Linked DNA regions of Mus musculus: all the other regions are linked to region 2. Evidence: chromatin contacts called from public ChIA-PET, HiChIP or PLAC-seq and promoter capture Hi-C data. All regions are on one chromosome and are shown on one strand. The core of a region is the stretch at or near the end of the contact, and the rest is flanking DNA. Distances in the headings are between cores, read along the strand shown.

The links. Promoter capture Hi-C pulls out the DNA fragments that hold promoters and counts their contacts. ChIA-PET counts read pairs in DNA pulled down with a chosen protein or histone mark. HiChIP or PLAC-seq counts read pairs in DNA pulled down with a chosen protein or histone mark.
Region 1: a FOXA1 HiChIP or PLAC-seq map of pancreatic cancer cells shows a contact between it and region 2. The contact joins the enhancer-like site here to the promoter of Ciapin1 in region 2. A contact is called at or near these places in 4 of 484 Hi-C or Micro-C datasets (B cells, myocytes, pre-megakaryocyte-erythroid progenitors and 1 more), 3 of 115 datasets of contacts at active chromatin or transcription factors (epiblast stem cells, large pre-B cells and pancreatic cancer cells) and 1 of 9 other capture datasets (liver).
Region 3: a contact with region 2 is called in an RNA polymerase II ChIA-PET map of effector CD8 T cells, with 17 read pairs. The contact joins the promoter of Cpne2 here to the promoter of Ciapin1 in region 2. A contact is called at or near these places in 8 of 39 promoter capture datasets (the 3T3-L1 cell line, the C10 cell line, the SN4741 cell line and 5 more), 2 of 484 Hi-C or Micro-C datasets (double positive thymocytes and large pre-B cells), 7 of 115 datasets of contacts at active chromatin or transcription factors (bone marrow-derived dendritic cells, bone marrow-derived macrophages, effector CD8 T cells and 4 more) and 3 of 9 other capture datasets (adipose tissue, liver and pancreatic islet).
Region 4: a promoter capture Hi-C map of embryonic stem cells shows a contact between it and region 2, with 2.9 times the contacts expected there. The contact joins the promoter of Tepp here to the promoter of Ciapin1 in region 2. A contact is called at or near these places in 7 of 39 promoter capture datasets (the C10 cell line, the SN4741 cell line, cranial neural crest and 3 more), 1 of 484 Hi-C or Micro-C datasets (B cells), 2 of 115 datasets of contacts at active chromatin or transcription factors (large pre-B cells and stem cell-derived neural progenitor cells) and 1 of 9 other capture datasets (pancreatic islet).
Region 5: a contact with region 2 is called in an H3K4me3 HiChIP or PLAC-seq map of stem cell-derived neural progenitor cells, with 5 times the contacts expected there. The contact joins the promoter of Slc12a3 here to the promoter of Ciapin1 in region 2. A contact is called at or near these places in 11 of 39 promoter capture datasets (the 3T3-L1 cell line, the C10 cell line, embryonic stem cells and 6 more), 1 of 484 Hi-C or Micro-C datasets (cerebellar granule neurons), 1 of 115 datasets of contacts at active chromatin or transcription factors (stem cell-derived neural progenitor cells) and 3 of 9 other capture datasets (embryonic stem cells, liver and pancreatic islet).

The regions. Positions count from the first base shown.
Region 1 is chr8:95,208,918-95,211,617 of GRCm38.p6, reverse strand. No RefSeq gene overlaps it. Among named protein-coding and RNA genes, the nearest start is that of Gm31277, 9.1 kb to the right of the region's middle. Within about 2 kb of position 1,402, at least 73 of the 459 cell types and tissues checked have an H3K27ac peak or open chromatin away from gene starts, as enhancers often do. A contact at or near this core is called in myocytes and pancreatic cancer cells, where this site is marked.
Region 2 is chr8:94,837,070-94,839,769 of GRCm38.p6, reverse strand. Ciapin1 (cytokine induced apoptosis inhibitor 1) reads left to right here and starts at 1,430. Exons shown (of 9, transcript NM_134141.4): 1 at 1,430-1,518. It overlaps Coq9 (coenzyme Q9), which reads right to left and starts at 1,357. Exons shown (of 9, transcript NM_026452.3): 1 at 1,273-1,357. The coding sequence starts at 1,348.
Region 3 is chr8:94,531,771-94,534,470 of GRCm38.p6, reverse strand. It overlaps Cpne2 (copine II), which reads right to left and starts at 1,443. Exons shown (of 16, transcript NM_153507.2): 1 at 1,278-1,443.
Region 4 is chr8:95,310,148-95,312,847 of GRCm38.p6, reverse strand. It overlaps Tepp (testis, prostate and placenta expressed), which reads right to left and starts at 1,250. Exons shown (of 8, transcript NM_199455.2): 1 at 1,158-1,250.
Region 5 is chr8:94,327,814-94,330,513 of GRCm38.p6, reverse strand. Slc12a3 (solute carrier family 12, member 3) reads right to left here and starts at 1,306. Exons shown (of 25, transcript NM_001205311.1): 1 at 1,001-1,306; 2 at 1-137. The coding sequence starts at 1,276. It also overlaps a transcript of Nup93 not described here.

The sequences.
Region 1 (2,700 bases), core at 153-2,652, 370 kb before region 2:
AGCACCGACTGCTCTTCCGAAGGTCCTGAGTTCAAATCCCAGCAACCACATGGTGGCTCACAATCATCTGTAACAAGATCTGATGCCCTCTTCCGGAGTGTCTGAAGACAGCTACATTGTACTTACATATAATAAATAAATAAATCTTTAAAAAAAAAAAAAAAGGAAATAGCCACATGTGACGGTACACAGCTATCACCCCAGGACTGGACGGCTGAGGCTAGAGGACCTAAGTTCAAGACCTGCTCAGGCTACTTGTAAAGACCCTGACTCAAAGGGTCAAAAAGAGCCATGGTCACCTGCCCAAAACAGAACCCATAACAACTGCATCATCACTGGCGGGTTCGGTTCTGAGTGAGGAGCTCTTGTTGGTTAACGGCTAACTAAAGAAGCCGGTTTGTTTGCTTTTTAATATTTATTTTTCTAATGTGTGTAAATGTTTTGCCTACATGTACATATGTGTGCCACCTGTGTGCCTCACGCCCACATAGGCCAGAAGAGTACATCTGATCTCTTGTAACTGACAGTTTGTTACAGACAGTCATGAGCCACCATGCTACCGATGGTTGTGAACCGCCACATGGTTGTAGGGAATTGAACCCAGCTCCTCTACAAAAGCAACCAGTGGCTCTTAACCAATGAGCCATCTCTCCAGCTGTTTGGACATTGGGTCCCGCCGTGTTTCTCTGTAGACCAGGCTGGCCTTGAACCCTACTTTGATCTACCCTGCCTCTGCTTCCCACGTGCTGGAATTAAAGGCATGCACTGCTATTCCAGCTTCTGTGATGAGATTCCACGTGTTCCTCATGTGTTCCTTTGCCCTACGACACCAGAGTCTAGAATTGCACTTTCTGACCTCATATCCATGGGCAGACACTCTTCAGCCCGCTTTCCCAGTGTCAGTAGACCGCCTGGTTCCCCATGTCAGTAGACCGCCTCGTTCCGTCTCATCGTTTCTCTGACTTCCGTGCCTTGCTTTTGAAATTTGACTGTTTTTCCCATCTCGCTTCTGCTTACTGCACCGCTGTTTGTCCCTCAGATTTTAAGTGCTTAAGCTTTAGAGTGAGATGTATCTCAGTTAAAGTTCACTGGAGGATAATAGATTGGACTGCGTTCAGCAGATCCATCAGTAAGCAGTGTCTGCCAGGAAGGAGAGTGCTAAGAAGAGATGGCTGAGCCACTGAAGCCCAGAGAGGGGACTTTGTATTGTCACCATCAGCCTGTGGCATTTACATGAAAGGATAGAAGCGGGGGTGTTGTGGGGGGAGGGGCAGAAATAAAGGAGGCATATTGTTTATTTCTGCTTGCTCATGAACATCACACGATGACTACACTTACGGCTGAAAACTGTGACTCAGATTTGAACTGTCCACTGCAGGCTGCAGTTGTCGTCGCCCAGAAATGACTAATTCCTCTGCAGACAATAAACTAAGCAGAATAAGGACATTGAGTCACGGATTCCCAGCTCAGAGGCAAGGGGCGGGGGGAATCACAGGGCACCCACCCAATTCTAATAAGCCAGGGCTAAAAATATCGGCATGGCATGGCCGATGGGAAAACAGCGTTACTGCTGTAGTAAATCTGTCAGCAGGTGACACGCAGCAGCTGTGGTGTAATTAACAGCACCCAAAGCTGGGAGGAGTCCCAATCCTTCTACTCGGTAGTTACTTTACCTTGGGTGTTTGTCAGTGTAAAGACAATTGACTAGAGGAGTATTTATTACCAGAGGTAAGTTTTAGGACAAAGTAACAAAATGAGGCAATCATTGTATCCATTGCTTTAGCCTCTGGTAGGCGTTGTAGTATCTGCTAAGTGCTGACTCGAGTCTTTATGTTTTCTGCTTTAGAAAGCCACAGATCTTCTCTCTTTCCCGAGCTTTTGTACACTGCACTCATATGAGTGTCTTATCACTTAGACTTCCCTGGGTTCTGCTCTCATCGCCACTGTCCTATTTGTGGATGACGCCTTATCATTGGTTTATTTCTTGGCCTTGGACCTGGAGCAAGCTAGGCAAGGGCTGAGCTATACTGAACTACACCTCCAGTCCCTTTAGCAAGTCTAGATGTTGCTCCAATTTGGTGAGGCCCTGCTGTGGTTTGTATCCTTTCTTCCAAAGATCACACAGAAATGTAGTCACCATTCTTTTGTTTTGTTTTGTTTTTGTTTGGTTTTTTGGTTTTTTTTTCGAGACAGGGTTTCTCTGTGTAGCCCTGGCTGTCTTGGAACTCACTTTGTAGACCAGGCTGGTCTCAAACTCAGAAATCTGCCTGCCTCTGCCTACCGAGTGCTGGGATTAAAGGTGTGCACCACCATGCCCGGCTATGTAGTTGCCATTCTTAACAGTGTTGAGAGGCAGCAACTTGACAGAGGTGTCAGGTCAAGTGGGCAGAATCATGTTGTTTCAGGTCTGGGTTACTTACAAAAGCAAGTCTGCTGGCCATAGTGGTGCATGCTTTTAATCCCAGTGCTTGGGAGGCAGAAGAAGACAGATCTCTGTGAGTTTGAGGCCAGCCTGAACTACTGAGTTCCAGGACAGCCAGGGCTACGTAGTAAAACTGTCCAAAAAAAAAAAAAAAGGAAAGAAAAAGAAAGAAAAAAGAATGAAAAAATGAAATGAAGAGAGGAAGGAAAGAAAAGAAAGTCTAAGCCATATTCTTCAGGCAACTGGAAGAAGCCATTTTGTTGGTTTTGTTTTGAGAA
Region 2 (2,700 bases), core at 181-2,680:
AGGGGGTAAGAGCACCCGACTGCTCTTCCAAAGGTCCGAAGTTCAAATCCCAGCAACCACATGGTGGCTCACAACCACCTGTAACAGAGATCTGATGCCCTCTTCTGGTGCGTCTGAAGACAGCTACAGTGTACTTACATATAATAAATAAATAAACCAAAAAAAAAAAAAAAAAAAAAAGTAAACTCTGATTAAAAAAAAAAAAAAAAGAAAGAAAACACTCAGGAGGCAGGACCAGGCCAATCTCTCTAAGTTCCAGGTCAGTCTGGTCTATATTACAGTGAGTTCCAGGTCAGCCAGAAATATAGAGTGAGACTTTATCTCAAATACTTCAGAAAGGGGACGGTTACTTCGGAGATACCTGTTGTAAACTGCTTGCATAACATTGAAAAAAAGATGAATGTTTGGGCTTTAAGGGCCCACCTAATATAAAGTTGTCGGGAATACAGTTGAACTTTTTGTGGACACAATTTCATGGGTAAATACCCTATGACTGGATTTGTTGGCTCACATTGCATTATTTTTGTTAAACATATTTCGTCTGAAACTCTAGCTAAAAATGCCACAAAGGAAGTCATTGAAAATAATAAGGAAAGAAACACAGAACAGCATGCTTAACAACATCAGCATTTGCTATAGGCCCAGAAAATTTGAAGTGAGGAGCCCCCAAAGTATGGTTGCGAGATCTCTGCGGTTCATGGAGATTTTAGTTGCATATTTTTTGTCACTGTGTCAGTGCAGAAAGATTCTATATACGGACAGCGATTTTTGCTTTTCCACTTAATGACAATGTACAAAGTTTCTAAAAGTAAATGTCTACTATTACTGTGGAGATAAAAATACGGGGCATATGGCAGCAAATGACGAATGTCACCAGCTTAGTGACGTGGTGTGGCAATAACTGACTCTGTGGCTGTTCGGTCGGTTTCTCCAGCGAGGCTGGCACAGCGCCTACGGCGACGGAGAACGCTTTGGAACGGACGAGCTCTGTGACCTTGGGCACACCGAGCCCTCTCTGAAGCTCCATTACCTCTGGGGAACCGGGGTGACAGGACTGCCCCGCGGCTTTTGCCCCCTCACAGCTCAAAGTCCGGCGACTGAAACCCTTAAGTGGCTTTTTCCAGCTCGCGACTCCAGCGGCTCCACGCCGATGCCCTTTACCTTGCTAGCCCCGACCAGAGCCTCTATCATCCCACGCCAAGCCCAGATCCGCCCTGCGCCTTCTTCCCGTTTTTCCCCCTCGCGCCCCGGCTCGGCTGGCTGTCACCTCACCGGGCAGGCACCGCAGCTGCAGGAGCCTCCAGCCCAAGCGGCCGAGGACACCAGACACGGCTGCTGTCGCCGCCATCTTGGAAGTGGGCACGCACGCACGCTGAGGGCGGCGACGCGCCGGGCAGCGTCACGCGTCAGTGGGGCCGCGTCCGCTCACTAGGACTCAGGTGTTGTGCGGCGTCTTCTCGCGAGAGACCAGGACGAGAAGCCGGCGTCCGCGGAGCGGGTTTTCAGGCTACGAGGAAGGTGAGGACGCTCGGGGTCGCTCGAGCATCTGAGCGGGCTTAACGGCCCTCCTAGGGGCCACTCTGGTCTCCCGTGCTCTCGCTTCGGCTTCTGGCGCCGTCATTGTCACCCCTTGGGGAAGCCGGGGTGAGGGGCCGCGGCGGCCGGGGCCCTGCACGCGGCGTGCTGGACGCCGGGGCTCGTCCGCCGCCTTTTTCCGCGTGGAAACCCGGAGCTGGCATCGGGACCGTCAGTTTACTCCTAGCCATCGGTGGTGACCTTGAGTCTCCTCCAGGGCACTTGGCGGAAAGCACCAAAGGTGGGGAGAACCTGGAGCCACAGGTTGTCCATTCGAGCCCGGCATTTATGTCCTAGGATGCTTGTTTATAGAAGGAGCCACCCAGGCTTTTGTCCTGGAGAGTTGCCCCTGTGCCGGGGTGTGGTCCCTAGCGATCACTAGCCATTTGCAAGGTCGGGAGAAGTTCGCTTCTCGGTGCCTGAGTCCAAGCTGCGGGTCTTCAGAGTAGAGCGGACTGCCTCGCTTGCTCTACCAGGGAAGTCTTGATGTTTGCTAGAAGTAAACGGTGTATGTTTAGTGTCATGGTCATGGGGTGGGGGAACATGTATGTATAGGTGCATACGCATGTGTGTGGAGGCCAGAGGACAACTTGGTGTTTCATCAAACTGTGGCCACCTTCTTTGTGACAGGGCCTCTAGTTGGCCTGAAGCGTACCAGTTAAGGCTGGATAACAAACTTTGCCACACGAGCTTTTGAAATATATATACACACACATACATATATACTTATATGTATGTACACATATATGTGTATGTATATATATGTATGTGTATGCATGTATACACACATATATAAAGATTCTGTGTGTGTTGGGGAGGAGTGTCTGCTTCCACTTTGAGTTCTGAGGGTTAAACTCAGGTTGTCAGGCTTTGTAGCAAGCACCCCTAACCCACTGAATCATCTTGGTAGCCCACACCCAAGGTTTTCTATGTGGGTTCTGGGGCTCAAACTCCTTATGCTTGCAAAGCACAGCCTCGCCCTTCCCAGAGCCCTGATAATGAATGGCTTTTGAGAGAAGAGTTTCACCGAGGAGCGTAAACTGTCCTCAGAACTCCTTCACCAGTCTCCCGAGAGAGCTAGGGTTACACGAAGGCTCCGACATTCTTGGCTATTGGTTGGTGTTT
Region 3 (2,700 bases), core at 194-2,693, 310 kb after region 2:
CCAGAAGTCAGCAAGCAAAGAGCTAGGAGTCAGTAGGCACCTCTGGCCCTGACTGCAATCCTGAAGCATCAGGGACCTTAAATTGTTTCTCCTGGACAGCAGCTTTCCTGACAAGAAGGAAGGATGACCAGGCCCTCCCACTTTGACGAGCCCACGTCAAATCCCTTCTGAGCCCATGGTGAGGGAGCTATATTCTGGAAGAGTTTAGCTCTGCCTGGAAGAAGGCAAAGGGAGGGGATCTCCCCAGGCTGGAAAGCAGGACCCTAACCCTGGACTAGGGAATTCTCAGCAGGAAGCCTGCCTAGCAACAATGCCTCCAAACAAAGATGCGGTAGACACCTCCAGGGGCAGTATAATACTCCTTTCTATCTCTGAGAGGGGCAGTATAATACCCCTTCCCATCTCTGCGTGACAGTTCCACACCCCTACATGATGGTGGTCTGTGGTCAGACAAAACAAAGGGCATCTGGGCTAATTCTCAAAGGCCTTTCCCCTTTCCCCTTCCCCCAGAATTCTTATAGGGCAGGAAGAATCAGAGTACAAGGAGGACCCTTTGAATGGCCACCCAGCTCCGGACTGCTATTGCACCTGTGACCTTGGGCACTCCCAGCCTCCTTTTGAGGTAGCCCCTTATCCAAAGACTAGTCAGCTGTACCAAAGACAGGATTCGGGAAGGGAGGGGAAGAGAAGGAAAAAGGAACATTAGTCTCCTTTATTTTTCCCAGGAGCACCATTGTGGGGATGGGGAAAAAAAGAAGGGCTTCTCGCTTCCTCCTCCACCCCTTGAAACACACAGGTGCCAGACAGCTTTTGCGCAAAAACTAGTTTGCAAACACACTCCGACTTCTGGAACGCCGCCCGGCACTATTCCCCATCTCTTCTCCCCAGTTGGAGCAGGGAGTCGGCCCTAGAGCTGATCCCGAGTAGCGCCAGGTCCTGGTCAGGGTGGGATCAAAGGGCGCGCTCGCCTCCAAACAATTGTGCTGGCGGCTGCGATCGCTAGCCCACAGCCGCCCTCTAGACATCTAACGGTGGAAGAGGGTCTCCTAAATAGCTAGCCAGTGTCCCCGAAGCCGCCCATCCTCCAGCCGCCCCCCGCAGACGGGCGCCCCCGCGTGGCCGGGTGGGAGCTGAGCCCCCCCCCCCCAGGCGTGCTGCGGGGGGCGGCGGCCAGGGACATCGGAGTCCCTTCGGCTGAACCCACTCCCCCTCCAAGCCCCAGGCCGAACTTGAGCGCACACAGTGCCCGGCCCGCCCTCGCCGCGGACCCCACTCACCGCGCTTTCCGCAGCCTCAGCGTGCTCCGGGCCGCCGGGGCATCCCCGGGCGCTGTGCTGTCGGCCGGGCGGCGGCGCGGGACAGGCTCAGGGCGCTACCCGCGCGGCCGTACCCACTCGTGCGCTCGCCCGGGCTGGGGCTGGCCCTCCTCGGGCCCCGGCTGCGGCGCGGGCTCCTCCCTCCAGTCGAGGGAGGATGTGGGCGGGAAGCGGGCGCGAGGCGGGCGCTTCCTGGAGGGGCGGCTCTCCGGGCTAAGCCGGAGCCTGTCCCGCTCCCGGCTGGTGGCCCGCGAGGACCTGGATGCAGCAGGCTGCCACTCCGAGCGATGCCGCGAATTCGCACCCAGCGCCGGGCCCGCCGCTCTGGGCGTCAGGCACCGCCGAGCTCCCCGCGTTGCGCTCCAGTTCAAGATGCGGGGACCCGGGGGTGCGATCTCCTGGTCCGCTAGACCCCCGGGGCGCCGCCCGCGGCTCTCACCCTAAAGCGCGCAGGGCTCAGCACGGAATCCTCGGGGAGACGCCCAGGACTTGCCTCCGAGCTGCGCACAAGAACCGCAGTGTTTTCTTTTTTCCTTTTTTATTTTATTATTATATATTTTTTAATTTCTTTCAATAGCGTTTTCTTGCCGCCTGAGACTGGGAAGATGACACATATTCCCGTGACAAAGACGATGAGATAAAGACGTTCGGAGTGGGGTTTGGGATCAACGGGAGAGTTGAGGCCTCCCCTCTGTGCAGCCAGCTTTTGAACCAGAGGCACCAGTTCTTAAGGGACTGTTTTGTCGCTGGGCAGCTGGTGGTCGCTCAGTGGTATTTTGTACCCTCGGAGCAAGTAAACCACTGGACATTACCACACGGAAGCTCTTTTAACCAGATTCTGTTGTGGGAGGTGTAGGGGGAGACATGGCTGTCCAGAGGTCTTAATAAGCATGGCCAAAGCCCTGGGCCCTGGTGTACAAGTCTCGGGATTGTGGGGCTGAGCGGTAAAGCCTTGCACTGAGGTTGTAGGTTTTCTATTCCAGACAGATAAGAGTTAATGCGGGAGACTCACGCTGCAGCTCTGAGCTCCCTCCACCTCTGAGTCACAGGCACTTTGCAGCCTTAGAAGGGCCCCCACTAAGCAGCCCTAGGGCACAGAGCTTTGTTCTCTCTGCCTGCCTGTCCCCGGAGCTTTCTGCTTTTCTCCAGATTCTCCTCGTCTTCTTGCGCAGAAAGTCCTCCATGCCCTCTGCTCAGCTCTGGGACAAAGCAACCTGTGGCGCCACTTAGAGCAGAGGTAGAAAATGGGGACCGCAACGTCTTCTTCCAGACTGTGAAGCAATGGCAGGTAGAAAAGTAGATGGATGAGAAGTTCAGGATGAAAGGCAATTAGCACAGAGACCCAACTCAGCTGTGGGACTTGACCAGCACTTTTCTAAGAACC
Region 4 (2,700 bases), core at 1-2,500, 470 kb before region 2:
CCCGTGATTTTTCCGAAGCTCCACATCCAAACAACAGATTTATGTGTTCTGTGTATGTGTGTACACACACACACAGACACACGCACACACACACAGACACACACACAGCTCCCAGTGCTCTGAGGGAGGTCAGCACAGAGTGTACGTGTATCTGAGAGGGCTGGAGCTAGGACACTCTAGGAACTGTCTAGATGAAGTGAAACTTAAATATTGAACAGGAAAAAGCCATAGTAAAGCTATTTAGAATGTAGCCTGGAATGCCGTGTGGCTTATGATGCTAGATAGCCAACTCTGGATTTGCCTAGGCCATATTTAGCATTTGCCCCAAATGCTATAGATAGATGAGACTCTTAAAGGAGAGAAATGTGACAGATCTGAATTAGAAAAAGATGGATGGTTGGTTACCTAGTGTCTCTGTTCTAAAAAGCAGATATTCCCTGGAGCCCCTTTTACTCATTTACATCTTAGAATTTGTTGACTCTACTTCCTGACCCTCCAAGTTACAGAGATAAGAAATGGACATGGGGTGGCAGGAGGAGAGAGGAACTTGACCATGAAATGTTTGCTACTTTGTGGGGTCTTCTTTCTTCCAGTCTTTTCCACCTTTCCCCCACCCTTTCAACCCACTAACACTAGATATGAGAGAAAAAGTATAGAGGGGAGAGAGGAAGGGAAAGAAATCCCCGAATCTAATTTCTGTTTCTTCTTGTTTGTTCTCTGAGCATGACTACTATCAAGCTACAACCAACCCCCCTGAACAACCAACAACAACCCATAATCCTCCTGGGTCCCTAGTTTATAGACCCTCTGAAAAGTTTTCAGAATTCCAAAAGTCACAGAAACTATCTGCAGCTGGCAAAACTATGCCCCTGCTAGAGCACGAGGCAAATCAGAGTCAGCTGCTTCAGACAGTCCAAGGCAGCCCCATATTCCTACACCTGGGTATTAAAAGCACATTCTTAAAATATTTCTGCATTAAAAAAAAAAAGAAACCACGATTCCAAAATTCTCACTATAATGAAGGATCAGGACGGGGCATGATAGAAAAAGTGGAAAAGCTGTCTCAGAGTTGACCCTCCATGAGGAAGGATGGAGTGGTAGAACACAGAGAAAAAGGAAGAGAGAACACCCTGCTACCATTTACCCATAGCCACTACCTCATCTGCAGGGCACAGGCCCAAGTGCACAGGCAGGTAAGAACCGTCTATCCTCCTGCTGCTCAGTGGGCAAAAGAAAGGATGTGGGCGTGCCTTCCAGGCAACTGCAGGCTAAGGAGCATCACAGAGACAATGCCCAGTGCAACCTGATTGTGAGGACGAAGCTCCTGGTAACCCTGGGCAACACAGGCTGCCAGGATCCCTAGGCACTGGACATCTATTCCCTGGGTCTCTATGGCAGCCACATAAGACAAGCATCTTGGAAAATGTCAGAACTGGGGCTCTATAGAGGTGACCCGGCCACATTAGGGTAGGGATAACTGCTGGGTTCACCCCAGCCTGTTTCACTGTGTTGGCTAGATCAACGTGACACAAGTTATAGCTATCTTAGAGGAGGGAACCCCACCAGAGAAATGCCTCCATAAAATTAGTCATAGGCAAGCCTGCAGGGGGCTTTCTTAATTAGTGATTGATGGGGAGGGCCCAGCCCATTGTGGACGATACCATCCCTGAGCTGGTGGTCCTGGGTTCTATAAGAAAACAGGCTGGAGCAAGCCACAGGAAGCAAGCCAGTAAGCAGTTCTTCTCCATGGCCTCTGCACCCTGCCTCCAGGATCCTGCCCTGCTTGAGTTCCTGTCCTGGCTTCCTTCAGTGATACGGAAGTGTAAGCCAAATAAACCCTTCCCTTCCCAACTTACTTTGGTCATGATGTTTCATCATAGCAATAGAGACCCTAAACCAGAACCAGAACAGTGACCCTGTACTAGCTACTGCTGCCTCTCTCTGGACCTAAGAGGACTGTTTGTGTTAGGCAAAGACCCCAGGCTCTGCAGCAGGGCTGCCTGGGAGCCTGGAGGGGACCTTGTCCCCATGAGTCTCAGGGAAGATGATACCACGCTGTCTTTGGTCTTTAGGGGTGGAGATTAGCCAGGCTCTGGGGTCAGGGCAGGGATCAGGCAGAGTGGTGGCCTCAGCAGGCTAGGGATTAGCAAGTGATACTCCACCCCTCCCCCATTCTGCCCTACCTTACTACCTGGCGGAACCGCAGCCTCCCTCCCTGTCAGGAAGCTTCGCTCAGAATCCCAAAGCCCCCAGAAATTGAGTGAGACATCCCAAGCTTTGGAATCCTGGGGCTGTCTATTCTTTTGCATATATTGACATATGATTTGCATAAATTTGCATAAATGCTAAACCTGTCATTCAGAATGTCCTATTGGAGTCCTGTAAGATTTGCTGCTCCTTGATTAGGGACCAAGGAACTTAAGAAAACACTCCAAGTTCTTCTCTTAAAGAAACTTGCCCGGTGCTGAGCCTACCCCTAAACGAAGGTCCACCTCTTTTGTTTTGTTTTGTTGTTTTGTTTTGTTTTGTTTGTTTTTCAAGACAGGGTTTCTCTGTGTAGCCCTGACTGTCCTGGAACTCACTTTGTAGACCAGGCTGGCCTTGAACTCAGAGGTCTGTCCGCCTCTGCCTCCTGTGTGTTGATTTAAAGGCCTGTGCCATTACTGCCTGGCAAGGTCCAACTCTTTTTTAAAGTTAGAA
Region 5 (2,700 bases), core at 57-2,556, 510 kb after region 2:
TTGACCCAGCCGAAGCGAACAGGTTCTCCAGGGCTCTTCTCACTGTTGGTGCCTGTCTCATCTTCCACAAGTCCATCAGTCAGCTCACGACCTTGCCGTCCATCAAAGGCCAGGGCATGCAGGTGGCTACCTTCCTGCTGGGGGCCCAGAGACCAATAGGAGTCAGGCAATGGGGGTTAGGGGCTGGGTGTCTGTATTCAGTCTTGCCTGCCCCACTTTGCCACACAGGCAGCCCTTGGACAGCTTCCTGGGTACAATGCTACTCGAAGCTTGGAGAAACACCAGAGAGAGCAAGCAAGCTGAGCATTCAGAATGCTTCTGCTCCGGGAGGCTCCTCCCCTCTAGGGCAGAGGGCTGGAGTCTGACAAGCCTGCAGTCTGAGAAGTGACACGGGATGGGAGGTGAAGCAGTATGTCACACGCCACACACCAGGTCTCTGACACAGAGAGTCTTGAACCCAGGCCTGGACTCCAGCATGGTCATCTTCTATTTCGTATTCCTACCAACCGCAGCCTACTCTGGGACCTTCATCCCAGTACCTATCTCAGCATCCCTATTCAAACAAGGGGTCTTGTTTGGTCCCTTCAGAGGGAAGCTTTGAAACACGGAAGAGTGTTAGAGGTTAGAACATCCAACTGTTGGTGAAACCGTGAGGTGACAGGGATTGGACCCTCCAGCCTCCCAGACAGCGAAGCCGATGAGCTAATATTTGAGAGGGCTCACCATGCTCCCTCCCTCCCTCTCACAGTCTCTCCCAGCGGTGTGCAACCTGCATTTGTATAAGCAGCAGGCTATGCTATCATTGTGCTGCCGGTGCCTGGACAATATGTATTACTTGTGCCCCCAAGCTTCATGGCACCTCTGTCCACTATTCATTTGGGTGTCTTGACCCTAGAGGAAGATGCCCAGTCATTTTCACAACACGAATGACAGAACATGTTGGGCAATCATGCCAACGTTACCCAGCCAGGAAGCGGCCAGTCTTTGAACTTCTGCTTACCTTGAGGAATGAATGCAGGTCAGCCAGGGTGGGCCGCACCTTCCGGGGCTCACCGGGCAGAGCGCTGTTAGCATAGTGTTCGTAGGCCGGCACCACGTCTATGGTGTTGTAACCGAAGGTGCGCATGTATAAGGTGCTGCCGTGTGTTAAGTGGCTGGGCTGGCTGCTGTCACAGGCAGCTGGTGGGGGCTCATCGCCTCCCATCAGTGTGCTGATGGTGAAGCGCCCACTGCACAGAGCATCGCCAGGCAGCTCTGTCACGGGGAGCTCTGCCATTATGGCTCTGGGTATCAAAGGAGGGGACAAGAGTGGGCAAGGGCACTGAGGGTGGCTTTATAGGCTGGGAGGAGGCGGGAGCTTGGTCCAGACCGCCCATGGCAAGTGAGCAGGGTCTCTGCCAGGGTGGGGGGCGGAGCCATAGCAACTGCTGTCCTGCCCCCATTTATCTGATCATTGACACAGGGGCCAATTTGGAGCAGGAGGGCTGGGCTAGAGCCAGGGCCACATCCCTGAGTCCTGCAGTAGCCCTTCTAAGCCTAGGGTAGCAGAGGTTCTGCAGCTAGGACCCAGGAAGCAGCAGACATGAGAGAGGACCCAGAGAAGGCCTGCTGCAAGGTGCCTACCTACACTGCAGGTTAACAGTCCTCGTGTTGGGCACAATGTATTTCTTTCATTTTATTTACTAGTTTGAATGGATGTCATCTTAGGACATGCATATAAAAAAAAAGGAAGTCTGCCTTCCGATCTCCATCCCTCACAGTCTCAGCGTCTTTCCTGATACATTTCAATATACATAAGCCATTGTGATTAGTGGCCTCAAGCCAGACCTGCAGCCACCTCTTGACTGACAAACCTTGAGAGCTTGGTGCTGGCCACTGGCCTCTAGGGTAAACAGGCACAGTGCAGCCTGACCTACACATTCACAGGCTGGCCTACGGGGCTGTAGTTTGGAGCCCAGAGCAACTGGTCTTTCCCTCCCTGGAGCCATGCATTGTTCCCATGAAGTAGGAGATCTGGTCAGCAAAGGCTCCTAAGCCATTGCAGGGGCATTGCCCTGGGGTATGAAAGACACTCTGGGTCTTGATGATGAACTAGTGGATGTTGGATGTGTCCTAAGAAAGCAATGGACTTGTAGCTGTGAGGGGTCCCAGAGTCAGCCCTTACATTAATGGCCCCACCCATAACTATCTTTCCCTAAGAGGCTGGGCGTTCAGTAATCCATGGCTGTGGGGCACAAAAGCCTGGCATCCTGCCCTGTCTCTGGAACCACCCAGTGTTTCCCTGAATCATCTGAGGCTTAGGGCTACCCTAAAGCCCGCTCCCTCTGCCCTCCCAGACACATGTCCTGAATTTGCTCTCAGTTACTTCCCAGTGAGGTGACCCAGCCCCTTACAAGAATAGGAGACGACGGTACATGCTTCTTGCTGCTTTATTGACTATAACAAAGATTTGGAATCGACCTTGACAATCAACAAATGAATGGGTAAAAAAAACTATGTATATGTATAAACCATGTATACATAAGTTATATAAGTATAAATTATATATATGCATGCTACTTGGCTATCAAGTTAAAATGTTTTCGGGAAAATGGACAGTCTCAGTATGAATATTAGGTGAGATCATACAACTTCAGAAATAAACCACACACTCTCCCTCCTGTGGAATCTAGCCAAAAATATATGTATGCATAAAAACAA